Linked DNA regions of Sus scrofa: all the other regions are linked to region 1. Evidence: chromatin contacts called from public targeted proximity ligation data. All regions are on one chromosome and are shown on one strand. The core of a region is the stretch at or near the end of the contact, and the rest is flanking DNA. Distances in the headings are between cores, read along the strand shown. Region 1 holds the start of STX4 (syntaxin-4). Region 2 holds the start of PRR14 (proline-rich protein 14). Region 3 holds the start of SRCAP (helicase SRCAP).

Region 1 (3,126 bases), core at 310-2,809:
TGAGACAGCTAGCACTTTTGACAATTTCTAACCTCTGTCACTGAACTTCAGCGCAGGGAATGCCCATAAAGACTAGCTCTCCCCCCACCCCGCCACTGCCACCCATTGTAGAGATGGAAGACTAAGGCCCAGAGATAGGAAGTGACTTTCCAGGAGTTCCTGTCGTGGCTCAGTGGAAACGAATTCCACCAGGAACCGTGAGGTTGTGGGTTCCATCCCTGGCCTCGCTCAGTGGGTTAAGGATCCGGCATTTCTGTGAACTGTGGTGAAGATCACAGATGCGGCTCGGATCTGTCATTGCTGTGGCTCTGGCGTAGGCCAGTGGCTACAGCTCTGATTAGACCCCTAACCCGGGAACTTCCATATGTTTGGGGTGTGGCCCTAAAAAGGACAAAAGACAAAAAAAAAAAAAGTGACTTTCCAGGAGTTCCTGCTGTGGCACAACAGGACCGATGGTGTCCCTGGCGAGCTCGATGCAGGTATGATCCCCAGCCCAGAGGAGTGGGTTAAGAATCTGGAGTTGCCAGATTTTCCAGAAGTCCACAGCAACTCAGTCACAGAAATCTAGGTTTCCTTATCGGGGCTTAGTAGAGAAGGGCCTTTCCTTCCTTTGCTTGACCTTCATATAAGTTCCTCGGGGAGAGCCCTGGGATCCAGGAGTCTTAGATCAGTCCTAGCCATCCTGGCTATGGGGAGACCCAGTGGCCTTGGGGCCTCCTCCTACAGAATGTAGATTTCAAAAAGCATAAGTCATTCTTCTCTGTTGGGCCGGGATGTAATTCTGGCCCTAGAAGAGCATTCTGCTCATAATAAGTGCCTAATGAATATCCACTGAATGAATGAACCTCTAGAGGGTCAGGTTTTGGGAAGTGTCACGATGAAAGCCTGAAGCCTAAAAGAGAGGACTAGGGAACCACACGCGTCATCTTCAGACATAGGAAAGGCTAAAGTTCTGTCCACAAATATTTACTGAGGGCCCACTAGGTGTTGGGATTCGGGTGAGAACCACACAATCACGCCTTCACCTCAAGCAATCACAGGTCACAGTAATGCGGAATTGTTTCTTTTTTGTGTCCTTCAGAGGGTAAACCCTGGTGCAAGGTGGGGGCGAAGGGGTGTAGGTGATATGCTGCTCAACATAATGGACTCTTTTCTCAGCCTGAGCTGTCCTGAAATGGTCTCACTGCTCAGAAGGTGGTGAGTGCGGCGGGACTGCAGTGTTCAAGCCGGGCGCCAGCCGCCCACCTGTCAGAAGCTGTGCCAGGAGTATGCGGGAGAAGAGCTTTCCGCCTCGGGTGAGGTCACTTCCCACCCCCAGATACTCTGCCTACAAACCCTGCAACTCTCTGACGCCGGATCTTATTCTTTTCCGAATTTCAAGGTCTCATGATGTGGACAGCCCCAAATTCTAAGTCGTCAATCTGCCCACACCCCCGGAACCCAAAAGGAATAAAGCCGAATTCAGCCAGGGTCCTACCACCCTCTGTCTCAAAAGATGTCTGGGGGTAGTCGGCGCCCCCTCCCGACTTGTGGGAGCCAGGGTGCCGAGGACGTCGTGGGGAGCTAGGTGTCCCGGAGACCGAGTTGACAGAGTGGAGACACGTGACAGTCAGAGCATCACGTTCTAAGGTCCAAGAGGCTGGGACCGGGCCAGTCACGTGACGCGGGGGGGGCGCCATGGGGTGATGTGAGATGCTGGGTCCCTAGATTACGTACCAATGACGCATTTCCACCTCTTTTGGCAACTAGATTTCCGTTGGAAGATGCGATAGTTCCGGCAAAGGGGGCGGGTTCTCACGTCCTGGCAATTTTGCTTCCGTTCGGGGAGCTGGCGCTTCCGACCTCCGCCTTTCCCTCGGGCGGGGAAGGGACGCGGTGCGGTGCGCATGCTCCAGTCATCCCAGAGGGGGCGGGGCTGAAGCTACGGGAGCGGGAGGGGGGTAAGAAAAGGGAGTTCCAACCTGTGGAAACTTGGGGGTCCCCGAGGTCGGCTCCTTGTCCTCGACGGTGGATGGTGTCAGGGATAGAGCCTCTGGCGGCTCGTGGGGGGCGGTTAGGGGTCCACAGGGTGAGGGCAGAGAGAAGTGTCAAGAGAGTGAGTGGGGTACAGGAGTTCCAAACTTAGAATCTCGAGGCCCTCTGGGCTCCCGCGCCGGGGAGAGGGAGCTCGGGCCGCCATGCGGGACAGGACCCACGAACTGAGACAGGTGAGAAGTCCGGCGCAGCGGGGTTGGGACAGGAGGACGGGGTAGGGTCTAGTTGGAATGCAGGACTCCTGGTCTTCGGGGCAGGGCAGGGAGGGGTAGCTGTGGGATTGGAAGACCCGGAAGCCCGTGAATCCCGCGGGGCGAAAGCAACAGCAAGGAAGTGATGCCAATGACCCCGGCCCTGTCAGGGAGATGACAGCTCTGACGATGAGGACAAGGAGAGGGTCGCGCTGGTGGTACACCCGGGCACGGCACGGCTGGGCAGCCCAGACGATGAGTTCTTCCAGAAGGTAAGAGGCTGGGGTCTCGGTCTGGATTCACGAGGGGGCTGGATGACCCGAGGTGCAGAGCGGTCTGGAGGACTCCCATATCTGCTTCAGCCCTCTCGGTCATCCTCCCCAGGTCCGGACAATTCGGCAGACTATTGTCAAGCTGGAGAATAAGGTCCGAGAGTTGGAGAAGCAGCAGGTCACCATCCTGGCCACGCCCCTTCCCGAGGAAAGTGAGTGAAATCGCGAGTGCAGAACGCATGCTCAGTCAGAGGGATTGTGGGGATGGTAGTTCCATGCAGGTGGTGGCCAGGGAGATTTGTTGAGGTAGGGGCCGTGCTTTGGGCATCATGGCTTTTTCTTGTTCAGGCATGAAGCAGGACCTGCAGAACCTGCGTGACGAGATCAAACAGCTGGGGAGGGACATCCGCGCAGAGCTCAAGGGTGAGCGTCTAGGAACTCAGATAGATACTTTGCTCTGATCCTGCCCAATGCCTGATATATCCGCGAGTGTGTGACCCAGAGAGGCCAGTGATATATAACCAGACCACACAGCAGGCCTGTGTCTCGAATCTCCATCTCCTGGCTTCCAGTCCAAAGTTCTTTCCACAGCGCAGGCCTGCCTCTCAGGTTCCCTTATTTACAATGAA
Region 2 (3,126 bases), core at 358-2,857, 320 kb before region 1:
ATCACCAAACCAGCAGGGGCTCATCCTCAGGCTACTTGTGTAGCCAGTCCTGAATGGGGAGAGGGGAATGAACACCTCAGCTGGAAGAACAGCTACCTATTTGAACTAGAAGCCTCATGGCGGATTTCCAAAGGACCCAGCAGGCCCTGTGTTATGAAGAGAGTTGCTGTAGTCCTGGGAGATCTCTCTGAATGAGTCCTTGGTTACCAAGTTGGGGTGTCTTCACTTTCTACACCAATTCTTACCAGTGGGGGCTCTTTCCATTCTACCCTTTCTGTGTCACTATTCTTTTTTTTTTTTTTTTTTTCTTTTTAGTGCTGCTTCCTTGGCACATGGAGGTTCCCAGGCTAGGGGTTGAATTGGAACTACTGCTGCTGGCCTACACCACAGCCACAGCAAAAGCAATGTGGAATCTGAGCCGTGTCTACAACCTACACCGCAGATCGAGACAATGCCAGGGCATTAACCCACTGAGCGGGGCCAGGGATCGCACTCGAATCCTCGTGGATGCTAGTCAAATTCGTGTCCACATTCACTGAGCCACAGTGAGAAATCCCTGTGTCACTACTCTTATCATTTAATCTCATAGGCGAGAATCATGCTGGGCTGGGTTAGGTCACTTGTGCACCGTCATCTCAGACGCAGGATTCTAGGCTTCAGGCTCTCTTGCTCCAGCAAGAAAATAAGTACTAGCTTGGACCAGGGAATCCTGGGGAAGGAGTGGAGGCATGAGTTTTGGTTAGGCGGTGAGGGTGCCTTCACAGTGCAAGAAGCCACTACCTCCCCACCACCAGCTGGCTCCTGGTATAAAAGTTTCAGGATGAAGCCCCTTTAAGCAGCAGGATTCCATCCCTGGTCCCTTACTACTATGGGACTGATTACACAGCCCATCAGCTAGGTCCCTCTTGAAAGAGGGCTCGGGGGAGGCCCGAAAAGAGAGGAAAGCGGCCGCACCCCACCGAGCACCCCAAGGTTGTTATTGGTCTCCTGGCACTAGCACCTCTATACTGAGCCCCCAGCGCCAGCGGCAGAAACCCCCGCTCCTCCAGGAAGAGGTACACAACCCTTGGGTGAAGTGAAGCTCAACGCCCCAGCCTCCTCCGCACCCCCGCTCAGCCCAGTCCCTCCAGGACGCCACGCAACCAGAGAAGCAGGAGGTGGCACCAGCCTGTCTCTGGTCCCCGCCACCCGCTGCCAAACACTTCCGTGCAACTCGGGAACCCGGTTCAGCAACCCACGATGGTACTGGAAAAGGCTTCAAAGGGGCCTCTCTAGGCAACTGGGAATTTCACATATCGTTAGCACTCAGTTCACGTTTATTGGCCCAAGTACGAAAGAACCGGAAGATGCCCTTAAAAAACGTGGCGGTACTCTAGCTTCATGACAGTTGCCTCAGTAGCTCAAGAACCTTGGCATCATCTTCGGCCACTCACTGGCCGGAAAAGATGACGCCATCCGGCCCACTGCGGTCCACTGAGGACAGCGCTATCTGCCCTCAACTATAATGGCGGCGCTGCCCAATTTGGCTTCTTGCCCCTAGGGATGATGGCCGCTAGGCGGCTTCACTTAGTTTCTCACCACCCCGGAAGACGGCGACCGGCGATTGGGCGTTGCCCAAAGGCTCTGAGAAGAAGGCCCTCGGCGGTTGGGCAGAGCTGGGTAAGGCTAGTTTTAAAGGAGCCGGAGGTGGGAGCCGTCGAAGACCCGGGATCCGCGGGAGGCGGCGGTGAGCGGCGCGCGGGGGAGGGCACCGAGCGGCTGAAGAGAGGGCGGGAGGAGGGAGGGAAGGAAACTTTTGAACCATCTGGTCCCGGGCTGGGGAGAGCGCTGGGCGGGGATCCGGGGAGGGCGGAGGGAGGGGGTCTGTGGGCGGGACCTCCCGGGATTGGAGTGAAGGGGGTATCTGCTTGACAGTGGATCCCCGGGGATCCGGACTGAGTTTGTGATGCTCAAGCTCGGGCAGCCCCTTTCTGAGTGGAGCTTTGTGGAGCCGAAGCTCACGGGGAGAGGAGGATCCTCGCGCGGCGTCTGACTGGAGGAACCGCGCTATAGGATTCTTTCAGCGGGGATCCAGTCTAGGGGATCTGGTAGGGGGGGAACCGTCGGCGTGTGGGAGTGTTCCTTCGGAGTCCTCGCCCACTCACTGGGAGTGGATGAGGATTACAGAGGGATCTGGCGGAAACTGAGCCTCTGAGGACCGGGATCCCAGCTGATCCCGGGGGATCTCAGGGCAGAATCTGAAGGGACAAAGGCCCCAGGAGGCTTGGGCCGTGGGAGAACTGGGGCCGCTGCAATCCAGGTTCTCGCGGCCAGGCAGGGCGCGAGTGATCCACTGATCGCGGCAGCAGCGGGAAGACACCCGTTCCCGGCGGCCAGACGAGGGCGCCCTTCCGAGCCCCAGGGCTCCGGCCCCTGGGCTACTGGGAGCCTCGGGCGGACCATGAAGGGCGGAGCCCCAGGGGAGGGGCTGGCCCTCACTCCCCGCTCCCCCGCTCCCCCCCAAACCCAGGCTGGAGCCTGGGATCCCCCAGGGACTCCCCGGAGCCGCCGCTTCCCCCATGGACTTGCCCGGGGACTCCAGGTGAGAGCGCACCCCGCCCGCCTGTCTTGAGCCCGGGAAACGGGGAGCCTGGTGGCCGTACCGGGGAAACCACAGAGCCAACAACAGGCTTAGAGGACCGTCCTCTGCTTCTCTCCACCTCCAGCCCGCCTGGCCGGCAGCGTCTGTGCCGCCAGCCTCTGGCTCGAGCATTATGGGGAGCCAGGAGCCCCAAACGGCCGAAACTGCAGCCCCTTGGGGCCCCTTCGCCCTTGGAAAAAGCCTCTCGGCGGGTCCTGGCTGTGGTCCTGGAAGATGTCATGGCTGCCCACATGGTGAGCCCCTTGAACTGAGAGGCCCCCTTCTCCCTCCCGTCTCCTGGGTACCAAAGCCAAACCCGTTCTTTAATGAGGATAACAAACACCTCATTCTCACACTCATCCATCAGGCAGCCTCCCACTCGGCTCTCACTTACTCTAACCTGGAAGTGGGTAGGGTCTCCTGGACCCATTCCTCACCACCGACTCTGCTGGGCTGAAACCACGTCCCTACGACTCTAAGTATGAGAAACCCTTCTGCTTTCTTCC
Region 3 (3,126 bases), core at 434-2,933, 270 kb before region 1:
GTGAAGGAAACTTCTGAAGGAAAAATATTGAAAAAGGATGAAAAAGTACATGAGAAGGCTAAGAAATACGAGATCTTTCGGGAGCTTGGTGTTGTTCTATGAGATAGTCTCAGAAATATGTAAGCTTGGTCTGGAAAAAAAGACTTTGAACTGGGCCTAAACGATTGGGCATTTATCCACTTTTTTCAATCAACAAATCTACCTTGCATGCTTCTGTATGCCTTGAGGCTCTAGCACAGGTCAGCGGTAGCAAACTGGCAGCCTGTGGCTGAATCTGATGTATTTTGGCCCACATTCCTGTAGGGTGAACATTGGTTTGAGCTGACTATTCCTTTTGGTCAGAGTATACGGCCTCCTGTTCCTAACATTCCTCATCTGCCCCTCTTTGCTTTATTTACATCATCTTCTTGGTCCTTCTAGGTTTGAGTTTTCAACCACTGGTATTTGCTGTAAGAAAAACAGAACTTCGGAGTTCCCGTCGTGGCGCAGTGGTTAACAAATCCGACTAGGAACTATGAGGTTGCGGGTTTGATCCCTGCCCTTGCTCAGTGGGGTCAAGGTTCCGGCGTTGCGGTGAGCTGTGGTGTAGGTCGCAGACGCGAATCGGATCCTGCGTTGCTATGGCTCTGGCGTAGTCTGGCGGCTACAGCTCTGATTCGACCCCTTGCCCGGGAACCTCCATATGCCATGGGAGCGGCCCAAGAAATGCCAAAAAGACAAAAAAAATTAAAAAAATAAAATAAAAAAAATATTAAAAAAAGAGAAAGTTTAAAAAAAAAAGAAAAAGAAAAACAGAACTTCAAGTCAAGGTCAGAGAGAATCATCAACTCTTAGAGTAGAATGGAGATCTAAACTGAGCAGGTGAAGAGCTGAATGAAAGCTTTATTATGGCCTCCTAACCTGGCTCCTGGGTGGTCGGCCCTCATGAGGTAGATTTTGTGACAGTGCTTGTAACCTTGTGACTTAGACTGCTTGGCTATGAATCTTGGCTTTGAGCTCTATTACTCTATGAGCCTCAAATCATTTATAAATGGAGCATTGTTGGGATTGAGATCGTGCACAAGGTGCCCTCAGTAAAAGGTACGTTATTATTATTATTCTATTCCAGGGTGAGGGTATCAGATTCTCAAATGAGTTCCCTGGTGGCGCAGCGGGTTGAGGATCTCCGGTGGTCACTGATGGGGCTCTGGTCCCCACTTTGGCACGGATTTGATCCCTGGCCAGGGAACTTCCGCATGCCCGGCGTGCAGCCAACCCAACCATTACCAAAAAAACCCCCAAAACACAACAAATTTAAGGGGTTCTTAACTCAGAAAGTTGGCGACCTGATGCATAAATGCTTAGGAGCTATCAACAATACCACCCATGTGTCAAATGCATTGGCTCTATACGAGTGGACTGCAACGGGAATCCAGAGATCCAGGCTCCACTGCTAACTTGCTGAAAGTACCTGAGAAATTCCTTCAGCTCTCTGGGTGATCTATAAAAGAAGGTACGGTGGCCACGTCCCAGTGGGCAGCTGCAATGCAGCCCCAGTGGCAGGTTAGCCGGTGGAGGGTAAAGAGCTCTGCTGCGGGAAAGGCGCGGAGCCTCCGGGCGGACTACATTTCCCAGCCTGCCTTGCGCTTCGGGTAGCGCCCTACGTTAGCACGCGAGGCTCCCTGCTCTCCCAACCTCCAGTTACTGTCTCGCGAGAGGACGGGCCGCGCCGGCGGTAGCGATAGTGAGCTGTGGTGGTGGCGGTGGTGTTGGTGGTGGCGGCCGAGACGGCGGCGGCCATTTTGGTGAGGCCTCGGAAGCGGCGGCGGCGGTTCGCTGCGAGTAGCGTCTCCCATTTTCCCCACCCACCTCCCGCATCTCTGTGCCGTGAGAGGAAGCAGTGGAAGCAAGGCGGTGGCAGTAGCCGCGGGCCTCAGGGGGATTTAAAGGCCGCGAAGGAGGCGGCAAAGAGGGGGCCCTCCCCCTCCTCGGCGGGAGGGGGGGGTGGTGCGCACGCCCCCGAGGACGCAGGTAAGGAGAGGGAGACAAGATGGCGGACGCTCCACAGTTCCCCCTCCCCTGACGGCTGACTGCGCGCGCATCTTTCCGCCACCGCCTCCCCTCCCACCTTCCCGGGGTGCTGCGCGCGCACCTTCGGCCGGGGCCCCGGGGCCGGTGCGCGAGGCTGTCGGCGCGCGCCCATAGAGACAGGCTGAGGGGGGCCAGACCGGCCGGCACTGGGCTGGGGCGCGTCTTCTCTCCCCTTCCGCCCGTCTGCGCACGCGTGCCTGAGCGAGCGAGCGAGCCCTGAGAGGACGGACCCAGGTGCGCTCCTGCCCGCCCACCAACCCCAGCCCCCCACCTCAGGGGCGCGCGAGAAGAGGAAGGGGGGCGTGGGACGAGTAGTTGGGGCGCGCGCCCACCATATCCAGTCCGGAGCCAAGATCTGGCGGCACGAACCCTTCCTTATCTTAAGCTCTCTCGGTCTGGTGGTGGGGGGCTCCCTGACGGGCAGGGACGAGAGGCTTCCCAGCCCTGCGACCCTTGTGTGCGTGGGTTTGGGTTCTGGCGGGAGCCCCGGGGCGGTGAGCACAGCCGGCTCTCTCCGCCTCCAGGCGCGCACGCGCGGGCCCCTCCCCCAGTCTGTCGCGCACGTTGGGTGCGGTGGGAGTCTGGAGGGGGCGGGGCCATCTTAGGGCTAGTGGCAACTTGGGGCAGAGGTCAGGGGTCACGCCGGGTCAGGCTGTTGGGACGGCTTAGGAGATGGTGATGAAGCCTGGGGTCAAGAGTTCGGGCTTCTTGGATCCTGGTTAGCTTGAGTCCAGTGAATCAGTTGTGGAAGAGGGAGTGAATCAAAGGCTGCAGTGTGGTTAAGGAGCTTCCTTAAACACTGGGGAAACACTTCCGGGCCTTGTGTGGGTTTACCCTGCCTATTTCCGGGGCATGGGTCTTTGCTGTTCGGCCTTTCTCCCCTCCTGACTGCTCCTCTAAGGTCTCCTGTTGTAGTTCTTGTGTTTGGGGAAGTGTCTCCTGGCGCAGCATAGGAGGCCCAGGGCCCTGCCTTGAGAAAGGTTGGATTCTCCTATGTTCAGCCCTTACTGGAAAGGAGAGCAGGCTGCCAGGCTGCCAGTACCTTTTGAGCTTCTG

What was found.
Region 2: a contact with region 1 is called in a targeted proximity ligation map of alveolar macrophages. A contact is called at or near these places in 1 of 5 promoter capture datasets (liver), 1 of 47 Hi-C or Micro-C datasets (skeletal muscle) and 1 of 2 datasets of targeted methods (alveolar macrophages).
Region 3: a targeted proximity ligation map of alveolar macrophages shows a contact between it and region 1. A contact is called at or near these places in 1 of 47 Hi-C or Micro-C datasets (embryonic fibroblasts) and 1 of 2 datasets of targeted methods (alveolar macrophages).

Annotation. Positions count from the first base shown.
Region 1 is chr3:17,429,810-17,432,935 of Sscrofa11.1, reverse strand. STX4 (syntaxin-4) reads left to right here and starts at 1,559. Exons shown (of 11, transcript XM_021086404.1): 1 at 1,559-2,207; 2 at 2,396-2,497; 3 at 2,610-2,709; 4 at 2,846-2,920. The coding sequence starts at 2,178. LOC102167315 (a long non-coding RNA gene) reads right to left here and starts at 1,855. Exons shown (of 3, transcript XR_001303274.2): 1 at 1,717-1,855.
Region 2 is chr3:17,749,861-17,752,986 of Sscrofa11.1, reverse strand. PRR14 (proline-rich protein 14) reads left to right here and starts at 1,607. Exons shown (of 12, transcript XM_021086416.1): 1 at 1,607-1,726; 2 at 2,510-2,581; 3 at 2,706-2,874. The coding sequence starts at 2,559. LOC110259905 (a long non-coding RNA gene) reads right to left here and starts at 1,345. Exons shown (of 2, transcript XR_002342364.1): 1 at 1-1,345.
Region 3 is chr3:17,701,419-17,704,544 of Sscrofa11.1, reverse strand. SRCAP (helicase SRCAP) reads left to right here and starts at 1,683. Exons shown (of 34, transcript XM_005653006.3): 1 at 1,683-2,010.